Regions from separate parts of the Zea mays genome. Here region 2 is linked to region 1. The links are chromatin contacts, called in public Hi-C maps. All regions are on one chromosome and are shown on one strand. The core of a region is the stretch at or near the end of the contact, and the rest is flanking DNA. Distances in the headings are between cores, read along the strand shown.

What was found. A called contact is a pair of places that touch in the nucleus more often than the background predicts.
Region 2: a Hi-C map of ear shows a contact between it and region 1, with 3 times the contacts expected there. The contact joins the promoter of LOC100382529 here to the promoter of LOC103651782 in region 1. A contact is called at or near these places in 7 of 25 Hi-C or Micro-C datasets (ear, leaf and tassel).

Annotation. Positions count from the first base shown.
Region 1 is chr3:16,103,929-16,108,602 of Zm-B73-REFERENCE-NAM-5.0, forward strand. LOC103651782 (putative pentatricopeptide repeat-containing protein At5g59900) reads right to left here and starts at 1,508. Exons shown (of 7, transcript XM_035966155.1): 1 at 1-1,508. The coding sequence starts at 1,445.
Region 2 is chr3:16,308,990-16,313,519 of Zm-B73-REFERENCE-NAM-5.0, forward strand. LOC100382529 reads left to right here and starts at 2,473. Exons shown (of 15, transcript NM_001175266.1): 1 at 2,473-2,933. The coding sequence starts at 2,544. It overlaps LOC103651790 (protein FAR1-RELATED SEQUENCE 4-like), which reads right to left and starts at 1,796. Exons shown (of 7, transcript XM_020550723.1): 1 at 1,560-1,796; 2 at 523-1,019; 3 at 52-437. The coding sequence starts at 1,796.

The sequences.
Region 1 (4,674 bases), core at 258-2,757:
GTCACCTCATTTGGATCTAGACCTCTGTCTGCCATCCCTCTGAAGAGCTTTTCTGCCTCCCTATATCTTCCATCCTTGCACAGTCTATCGATCAATGCATTACATGCAAACAGGTTTGGTACCATGCCCAACTCACCCAAGTGACAAGCTAACCTGAAGGCCTTGTCGATGTGTCCTCTCTTTCGTAGCCCATCAAGCATAAATGAGCAACTGGCTTCTGATGGCACAAAGTACAGACTAAGCATGTCATCAGTCATTTCCAATGCCATTTTTAGTTCATCAGTCCGACAAAGCCCGTAAACAAGAGTTCGGTACGTAACTTCATCAGCGACAATTCCTCTCCCCACCATATTGTTCTTCACCTCCACTGCCTCAAGAACACGATTGTTTCTGCAGAGACCATACATCAACACATTGTATGGCACAGCACTGCCCTTAACACCCTCACTTTCCATCCTCGCCAACAATCTCCTCGCGCCATCCAAATTCCTTATCTCACAGTAGGCCCGAATTCCGGCCGTGTAAACATACTCGTCCAAGGGAAATTTATATTGAAGCATTTCATCGAACAGGTCGCGGGCAAGAGCAAATTGCCGAATCTTAATGAGAGCAAAAAGTATCTGTGAAGCGGTGTATTGCTTCATCGCAATGCCGGACGAGAGAGATAGGCGCAGGACGGTGGCAGCGTCGCGGGCGCGGCGGATCCGGAGGTACGAGGAGGCAAGAAGCGTGGCGGCGGCGGTGGCGGCGCCAGGTCGGAAGATGGCGAGCGTGTTAGCGTGTGAGAGATACGAAAATGAGGAGGACGCGGACGGGGTGGATGAAGCGAGGGAGAGAAGCAGGGAGTCAGCGTGCGGGGAGGATGCCGAGGACGAAGGGGACGAGGAGAGGAAGGAGAGGGCAAGCAGAGAGAGGGAGACCGGGGAGACGAGGTGGGAAGGCAACAGGAGGAGAAACCGACGGGAAAGATCGGGCCGGCGGAGAGAGGCCGGGAGGATGAGGAGGGAAGAGACGTGCGCGGAGGTGAGGCGTTGGCGGAGCAGCGGCGCGGCGAGGGCGAACGTCCAGGTGGACGGCGCGGTGTGGTGGAGGATGTCGGCGAGGAGCTTCACCATACCGGAATCTGAGGTGGCGGGAGTGGATCGCTTTACCCTGCGCCCAGCGTCCCCAGCGCCGAGCTCGCTGCACAGCGCATCCCTCGGCGGCCACTGCAGCGGCTGTAACCTCTCTACCTTCGCACCAGCCGGGGCGGGCGCCGCCACTTCCTCCGGCGGGGTCGCAGCCGTATTGGTGGCCCCCGCGGACTCTAGGGTTCGGAGCTGGGGCGCGGGGACAGAGTCCGAGGTGGTGGAGAGCGGGAGGAGGCGGCGGAGGTTCACGGGGGATGGCCTTGGCTTTAGACGGGAGAGGAGGGACAAGGGCGAGGCGCGGAGGAGGGAAGACATTGGGAACCGGAGAAGATAGCAAGCAGCGGAAGCGCACAGCGCAGTTTTGAACTGAACTCGTCGAAGAGGTCAAGACGCCTTCAATCTTTACTGATGTACAATTTTCAGCAGTACTTGTGTTTAAACTTCACTTTATGAACAGTGTAAAACAGTAATTTTGGGTAAACTATTGATAGACGGTTGCAGATGGCCTAAATCGAAGTGGATAGAAAGCTACTGCTCACCAAACAGGTCCCTACCCGGCGACCGGCGCGAGCTTCAGCGATCCTCGACGCTATTCCTGATGCCTCTTTCGTCGCGTCGGCCCCTGCGGGCCACTCTAATGCCGCGCCAGCCACCTCAGATTCCGGTATGGTGAAGCTCCTCGTCGACATCCTCCACCACATCGCGTCGTCCACCTGGACGTTGGCCCTCGCCAAGCCGCAGCTCCGCCAACGCCTCACCCACGCGCACGTCTCTTCTCTCCTCATCCTTCCAACCTTTCACGTCGGTTTCTCCTCATGTTGCCTTCCCACCTCATTTCTCCTGTCTCTCTCTACGCCCGCCCTCTCTTTCCTGTCCTCGTCCACTTCCTCCTCGGCATCCTCTCCGCACGCTGCCTCCCTACTTCTCTCCCTCGCGTCATCCACCCCGTTCGCGTCCTCCTCGTTTTCGTATCTCTCACACGCTAACAAACTCGCCACCTTCCGACCTGGCGCCGCCACCGCTGCCGCCACGCTTCTTGCATCCTCGTACCTCTGGATTCGCCGCACCCGCGAGTTGCCACCGTCCTGCGCCTATCTCTCTCATCCGGCATTGCGATGAAGCAATACACCGCTTTGCAGATACTTTTTGCTCTCATTAAGATCCGGTAATTTGCTCTTGCTCGCGACCTGTTCGATGAAATGCTTCAATATAAATTCACTTGGACGAGTATGTTTACACGGCCGAAATTTGGGCCTACTGTGAGATAAGGAATTTGGATGGCGCAAGGAGATTGTTGGCGAGGATGGAAAGTGAGGGTGTTAAGGGCAGTGTTGTGCCATACAATGTGTTGATGTATGGTCTCTGCAGAAACAATCGTGTTCTTGAGGCAGTGGAGGTGAAGAACAATATGGTGGGGAGAGGAATGTCGTTGATGAAGTTACGTACCGAACTCTTGTTTATGCGTTTTGTCACACTAATGAACTAAAAATGGTATTGGAAATGACTTATGACATGAATAGTCTGCACTTTGTGCCATTAGAGGCTAGTTGCTAGTTTATGCTTGATGGGCTACGAAAGAGAGGACACATCGACAAGGCCTTCGGATTAGCTTGTCACTTGGGTGAGTTGGGCATGGTGCCAAACCTGTTTGCATGTAATATGAAAGTCGCATAGAGGGGGTGAATAGGCGAAACCTGAAATTTACAAACTTTAAACACGCTCTATGCTCGGGGTTAGGGTTAGGAATAAATTCGGAGTACGGAAGATTGTTCCTCTTGCTATGAGTTGCTCAATCAATGCGGATAACCTTGGGAGCAAACTCAAATCGACATGAGCAAGGGAACTTTAGAGAGAGAAGAGAGGGGATAAACAAATCGAGTAGAAATCAACACAAATGAACGCGGTGATTTGTTTACCGAGGTTCGGTTCCAAAGAACCTAGTCCCCATTGAGGAGACCACAAAGACCAATCTATTCCAACCCTTTCCCTCTCTCAATCGGTCACATAGACCGGTCGAGTTCTTCTTCTTAATCACTTGGGTCACTAAGACCCCGCAAGGATCCCCACACACTTAGGTGTCTCTTGCTAGCTTTACAAAGCAGTTAAAAGAATTATAATGAGAAGGAGAAAGCAATCCAAGCAACAAGAGCAACAAAGGAAACACAAAACACCCTCTCTCAAGTCATTAAGCACTTGAGTTGATTTTTGAGGCTAGGAGGGGATTTGATCTTTTGAATGTGTCTTGGAGTGAATGTCTTTGCTCTTGTATTGAATGTGGAGTTCAGAAAACTTGGATGGCTTGAATGGAGGTGGTTGGGGATATTTATAGCCTCCAACCACTTCCTAGTCGTTGGCTGACTTTACTATCGATGAGCACACCGGACAGTCCGGTGGTGCACCGGACATGGCACTGCTCATTGTTCGGTGCGAGCCACGTCAGCAGATCGTTGGGGTTTGGAGCAGTTGACCGTTGAAGTCCTTTGTCCTCTTGCGGCACCAGACAGTCCGGTGCGTTCTGCCTTCGCTGCTCTGACTTTTGACTTGCACACTGTTCATCTGACATCGCAGTCGACCGTTGAGCGCAGTTGATTGTTGCTCTATTGGTTCACCAGAAATGTCTGGTGCACATCGGACAGTCCGGTGAATTATAGCGGAGTGACTATTGATAAACCCGAGAGTGGCCAGTTCGTGGGTGCCTTGCCCTGGGCACCGGACAGTGTCCGGTGCGCCACTAGCAGCACCAATGCTTGTCTTTGCTCCAAACTTTGTTGAGTTCCCAACTTATTTTCTTTGTTGGTTTATGTTGAACTTTATGCATCTAAGATAAATGACAACTAGGCAAACTAGTTAGTCCATGTGGTTTGTGATGGAAGTTAACCATCAAAATGGATTATAGGGAATGTTTTAAGCCCATTTCCCTTTCATAATGCATTGATCGATAGACTGTGCAAGGATGGAAGATATAGGGAGGCTGAAAAGCTCTTCAAAGGGATGGTAGACAGAGGTCTAGATCCAAATGAGGTGTCCTATGCTATAATGATACATTCCCTATGCAAGAGGGCTATGATGGATGATGCAATTTGCATGTTTGATAGGTTGATGGAGAAGGGAATCAGAATGACTATTTATCCATACAACTCTTTAATTAATGGTTACTGCAAACACAACAATCTTCAGTAGGCAAGAGGTCTTCTAAATGAGATGGTTGCAAAGGGATTGAAACCAAGTCCAGTATCATATTCCCCTCTTATAGTCGGTTTATGTTGGAAAAGGGATCTAGCCAGTGCAATGGAGCTCCACAGGGAGATGACCAGGAATGTTGTTTCTGGGAATGTATATACATTTACAGCTCTTATCAGTGGTTACTGCAAGGATGGAGATATGAATGAAGCAGCTAGGTTGTTTCATAAAATGGTGGAGAGTTCCCTAGTGCCAAATGAAGTAACTTTTAATGTTATGATAGAAGGGTATTGTCGCGTAGGCAATATTAGGAACGCATTCTAGTTATATGACCAGATGGTAGATAGGGGCCTAACACGTGACA
Region 2 (4,530 bases), core at 1,223-3,722, 210 kb after region 1:
ACAACACAGCAGTAATTATGTGACAAGCATTTTTTTGTAGCCAAAGCATACCTGTAAGAATCACAAAAGGTTGCTGACCACCCATGCAACTTTTAAAGGTCTCAAAAAGCCATCTGAATGTGTCTATTGTTTCATCCCGAAGAAGTGCTTGGCCAAAGGACACATTTTTCAAATTATTGCTGCAACCCACAAACATGGCCAACGGCATATGCTTGTTGTTAGTCTTGTGTGTTGTGTCAAATGTGACTACATCCCCAAAATCCTTGTATTCTGCACGCTGACTTGCATGACACCAAAAAATGCTCCGAAGCACATTTGTTTTTGGTTCAAAATCCACATCCCAGTAAAAGTATTCATTGTGTTCTTTGCACTCCCTAAAAAATTGGAACAGTTTATCCATGTCACCATCCCTCTCCTCCCTTGCTTGCTCAGCTTTCCTGTACCATAAAAGAAAAAACAAATGAAGATGCTGTTGTCAATATATCGCACAAAGATATGATGTCAGTTTTTTTTATGACCTACTTGTTATGGACATCTTTCTCTGTGAACGGCCAGTTTTGACGGCCTCCAAATAATTCTGACATTACATTCATTGCTGCCTGTGTTGGCACACCACTCTTTGACATGATTGCAAACAGGTCATCCAACGCTGCCTCCCTCTGCTTATGAGAATGCATATATCTCACCATCCTTGGTGAGGGTTCAAGTTTGTGATTGTGTGCTTCCTGAACATGATGAAAATACCAAATATTGCGCTTCTTGTCCTCCTTCACCTTCACATAAGCAGGGCAACCAATTCTCATCGATGTCTTATTTGTCATAGGCTCCTCATTCTCTTGACCTGGCTTCAGAAACCCCTCTCGGTTGTAAACCCAGTGTGTGGTTTCTTTACTAGTCCTTTTTGTCCTGACACTAAAACCAGCCAACTTTGCATAGTCAAGGTAAAAGAGGTAGGCTTCTTCTTTTGTATCAAATGTTTGCTGCACCCTGGGGACAAACACATCAAGTATGTTTGCATCCTGCAGGACAACACACAATCATGAGTTTTGCAATTAGAGGATACACATAGTTGCAATCAACAAGCAAACAACGTTGCAACTGGAACACAAACACACCATGCAAATGTAATCAGTGAGTAAAAACAGAGACTCAAGTTTGCAATTAGAGGATACACCTAGTTGCAATCAACAAGCAACAAACGTTGCAACTGGAGCACAAACAATGATTACAACTGTAATCAATGAGTAAAAACAGAGACTCAAGTTTGCAATTAGAGTATACACCTAGTTACAATTAACAAGCAAACAACGTTGCAACTGGAACACAAATACACCATGCAACTGTAATCAATGAGTAAAAACAGAGACTCAAGTTTGCAATTAGAGTATACACATAGTTGCAATCAACAAGCAAACCACGTTGCAACTGGAACACAAACACCCCATGCAACTGTAATCAATGAGTAAAAACAGAGACTCAAGTTTGCAACAAACGATGCAACAGAAAATCAACAAACCACGCACGGTGGAGCAACAATTTTTGACTGTTTTTTTTCTTACCGGATGGAACAGCTGGGCTGCATCCGGAGTGATCAGCGATCCAGGTGGAATTGAAGGCGGTGGCGTCAGCAACGTTTTGTGATGCAAGGGATCACCTGATCCGCCGCGTACACCCGCTCCCGTTGTCGCAATCGGAGACGGCAATATCAGATCAGCACCTCCAGCCACAACAATCGCCAAGGAATTAGGGGAGGAGCATCGAGGCGATTCAAGGTGCAGCAGCGACGGTGGGGCCATGGATCTAGGGTTAGAGGATCGGAGGAAGGAGGAGACGGCGGCGACGCGGTGACAGGGATGCGATCGGTGGCTGCGGGGTATAGGGTGGCGCGTGGTCAGGGAGGCGCGCGGCGGCGGCGGGGGGCAGGGAGGCGCGGGAAGGCCGAGGGCGCGATGAGGCTTGATGGGGTCGTATTTATATATTACGCCTGGGTGCATTCAATATAGAGAATGCACCCAGGTACATTTTAGTACTGTCGTATATATATATATATATATATATATATATATATATATATATATATATATATATATATATATATATATATATATATATATATATATATATATATATATATATATATATATAACTAGGCCGCACGGTGTCACGTAATATATATGGTTATATTTAATATATACATGTATAATATGGTTTATGAATATGGCAAATGTAGGATATAGTCGATTCGTTCTACTTTACTTTAAAACCAAACAAAAAAACAAATCGACTCTATTCTAATTGTCAAACACAGAATATAGTTATTCTATACTCAGAATCTGGAACAGAACTATTCCATCAAAATATACTCGGGAACCAAAATATAGGTTCGGTAATAGGTAAGATAGAAATAACGTTGTACGCAGCCGAAAAGCCCTAAAATGTAAAGATTCGTGCTGAGGGTGGATAAGGCGTCTTCGCCTCTTCGTCTAGTTCAGTCCAAAACTGCGCTGTGCGCTTCCCCTGCTTGCTATCTTCTCCGGTTCCCAATGTCCTCCTCCCTCCTCCGCGCCTCGCCCTTGTCCCTCCTCTCCCGTCTAAAGCCCAGGCCATCCGCCTTGCACCTCCGCCGCCTCCTCCCGCTCTCCACCACCTCCACCTCGGCCTCTGTCCCCGCGCCCCAGTTCCGAACCCTAGTGTCCGCGGCGGCCACCGATGCGGCTGCGACCCCGCCGGAGGAAGTGTCGGCGCCCGCCCCGGCTGGTGTGAAGGTAGAGAGGTTGCAGCCGCTGCAGTGGCCGCCCAGGGATGCGCTGTGCAGCGAGCTGGGCGCCGGGGACGCTGGGCGCAGGGTAAGGCTATGCGGCTGGGTTGCGCTACGCCGCGCGCACGCCGGGCTCACCTTCGTCACCCTTCGAGACCGCTCCGGCATGGTGCAGGTGAGTTGTTTTGTCCTCATGTCAGGACCGCATTAGTATCAGCTTTCTGTATTGCCGGCGGTATGCCTGTAGACTGTAGACCATAACGGTTGTAATGGTTGCAAGATGCTACAGTACATTGTTTCGTGATCGATTAGTTGTGTCTACATAGATGTAGCTGCTGCTTCCGTAAAGACAAACTCCGCAATCGATATTAATTTCACATTCTCTCTAAACCCTCCGTTGCTTGATGTGTGTTATCTGGAACAATTGTTTCATTGCTAAATTATTTGTGTACTGTTAAACGTTGCACTTGGCCCCCAGCATCATCGGGAAAATATCCTACGCAATCACTTATACTGGTGCAAGCGTGCAAGCAAACAATCTGGTTTATCCGATTTAGATCTAGGGGTTGACTAATATGCAAGCAGGTACTAGGTGTAAGCATGCAAGCATATATTTTGATCCGTTAGATTTAGATCCAACGGTATGTCATATTTAGTACTTAAACCCTTCCACCACCATCTGATATAGCTTTATAAAAAACCCCCTAACAAACCACAATTGTATTTACTGTTGTATATAGATCTAATGGACTAAAAAGTCTGCTTACACGCTTGCACCTAGTACCTAGAGATGTCAATGGGGACCCGATACCCGCTAACCCGTGGGGAATTCCCCTATTAGGGTACGGGTATGGGACAAAAATTGTCCCCATGGGTATGGATATGGGACAAAATCTCCACCCATTGGGTAAACGGGTATGGGTTTGGGAAGCAAAAATCCGAACCCGATTACCTATGGGTATTTCATACGTGTACACCTGTCCTGTTTGTATGAATGAGTTGAGGCTAAGCCGGCCACCAAGCCCAGCATGGCAGCGCACCAAACCCCAGGTCCTAGCCCAACAAAGCAACTAGCAGACTAGCAAAAAAATAAAACCCTAAAATAACCAGCCATACACTACGCCGACTGCTAGGAGCCTAGGACGACGGTGACGACCATGGATTCTCAGGCGTTAACGAACTCAGATGGTGACCAACTACTGCTCAATTGCCCTTATGGCTTATGCTAGCTACAAGCAGTTGAGTCGCTTGGGCTGCAATCACTTATTTGGTGCAAGCGTGCAATCAAACCATCCAGAGCATCCAATTTATATCCATTACCTGTTTGCATATTAGTCGTTGCCCTAAATCTAATGGTGAATGTTATTTTGTATTTAAACCCTTCCACCTGAAACCTAGTGTCTATTTTACATGTAACCATTTCCATATGAAACCGATGGATATAAATTGGATGCTCTGGATGGTTTGATTGCACGCTTGCACCAAATAAGTGATTGCAGCCCAAGCGACTCAACTGCTTGTAGCTAGCATAAGCCATAAGGGCAATTGAGCAGTAGTTGCTTCATGACAGATTGACAGTTGTGTCTGAATGACTTCTGCTCTGAAAATGTGTGCTTCTATAGCTGCTTACCTTTTGTTATTACGGGCATATATGATTCATGGAATGCTTGGCTTATGGTAAAAATCTTATGCATTGACTGTCATAACAATAATTCTTACAGGACTATTTATGTACATGCTGTGGTTGTTGATATTTATGTTGTTATATCAGA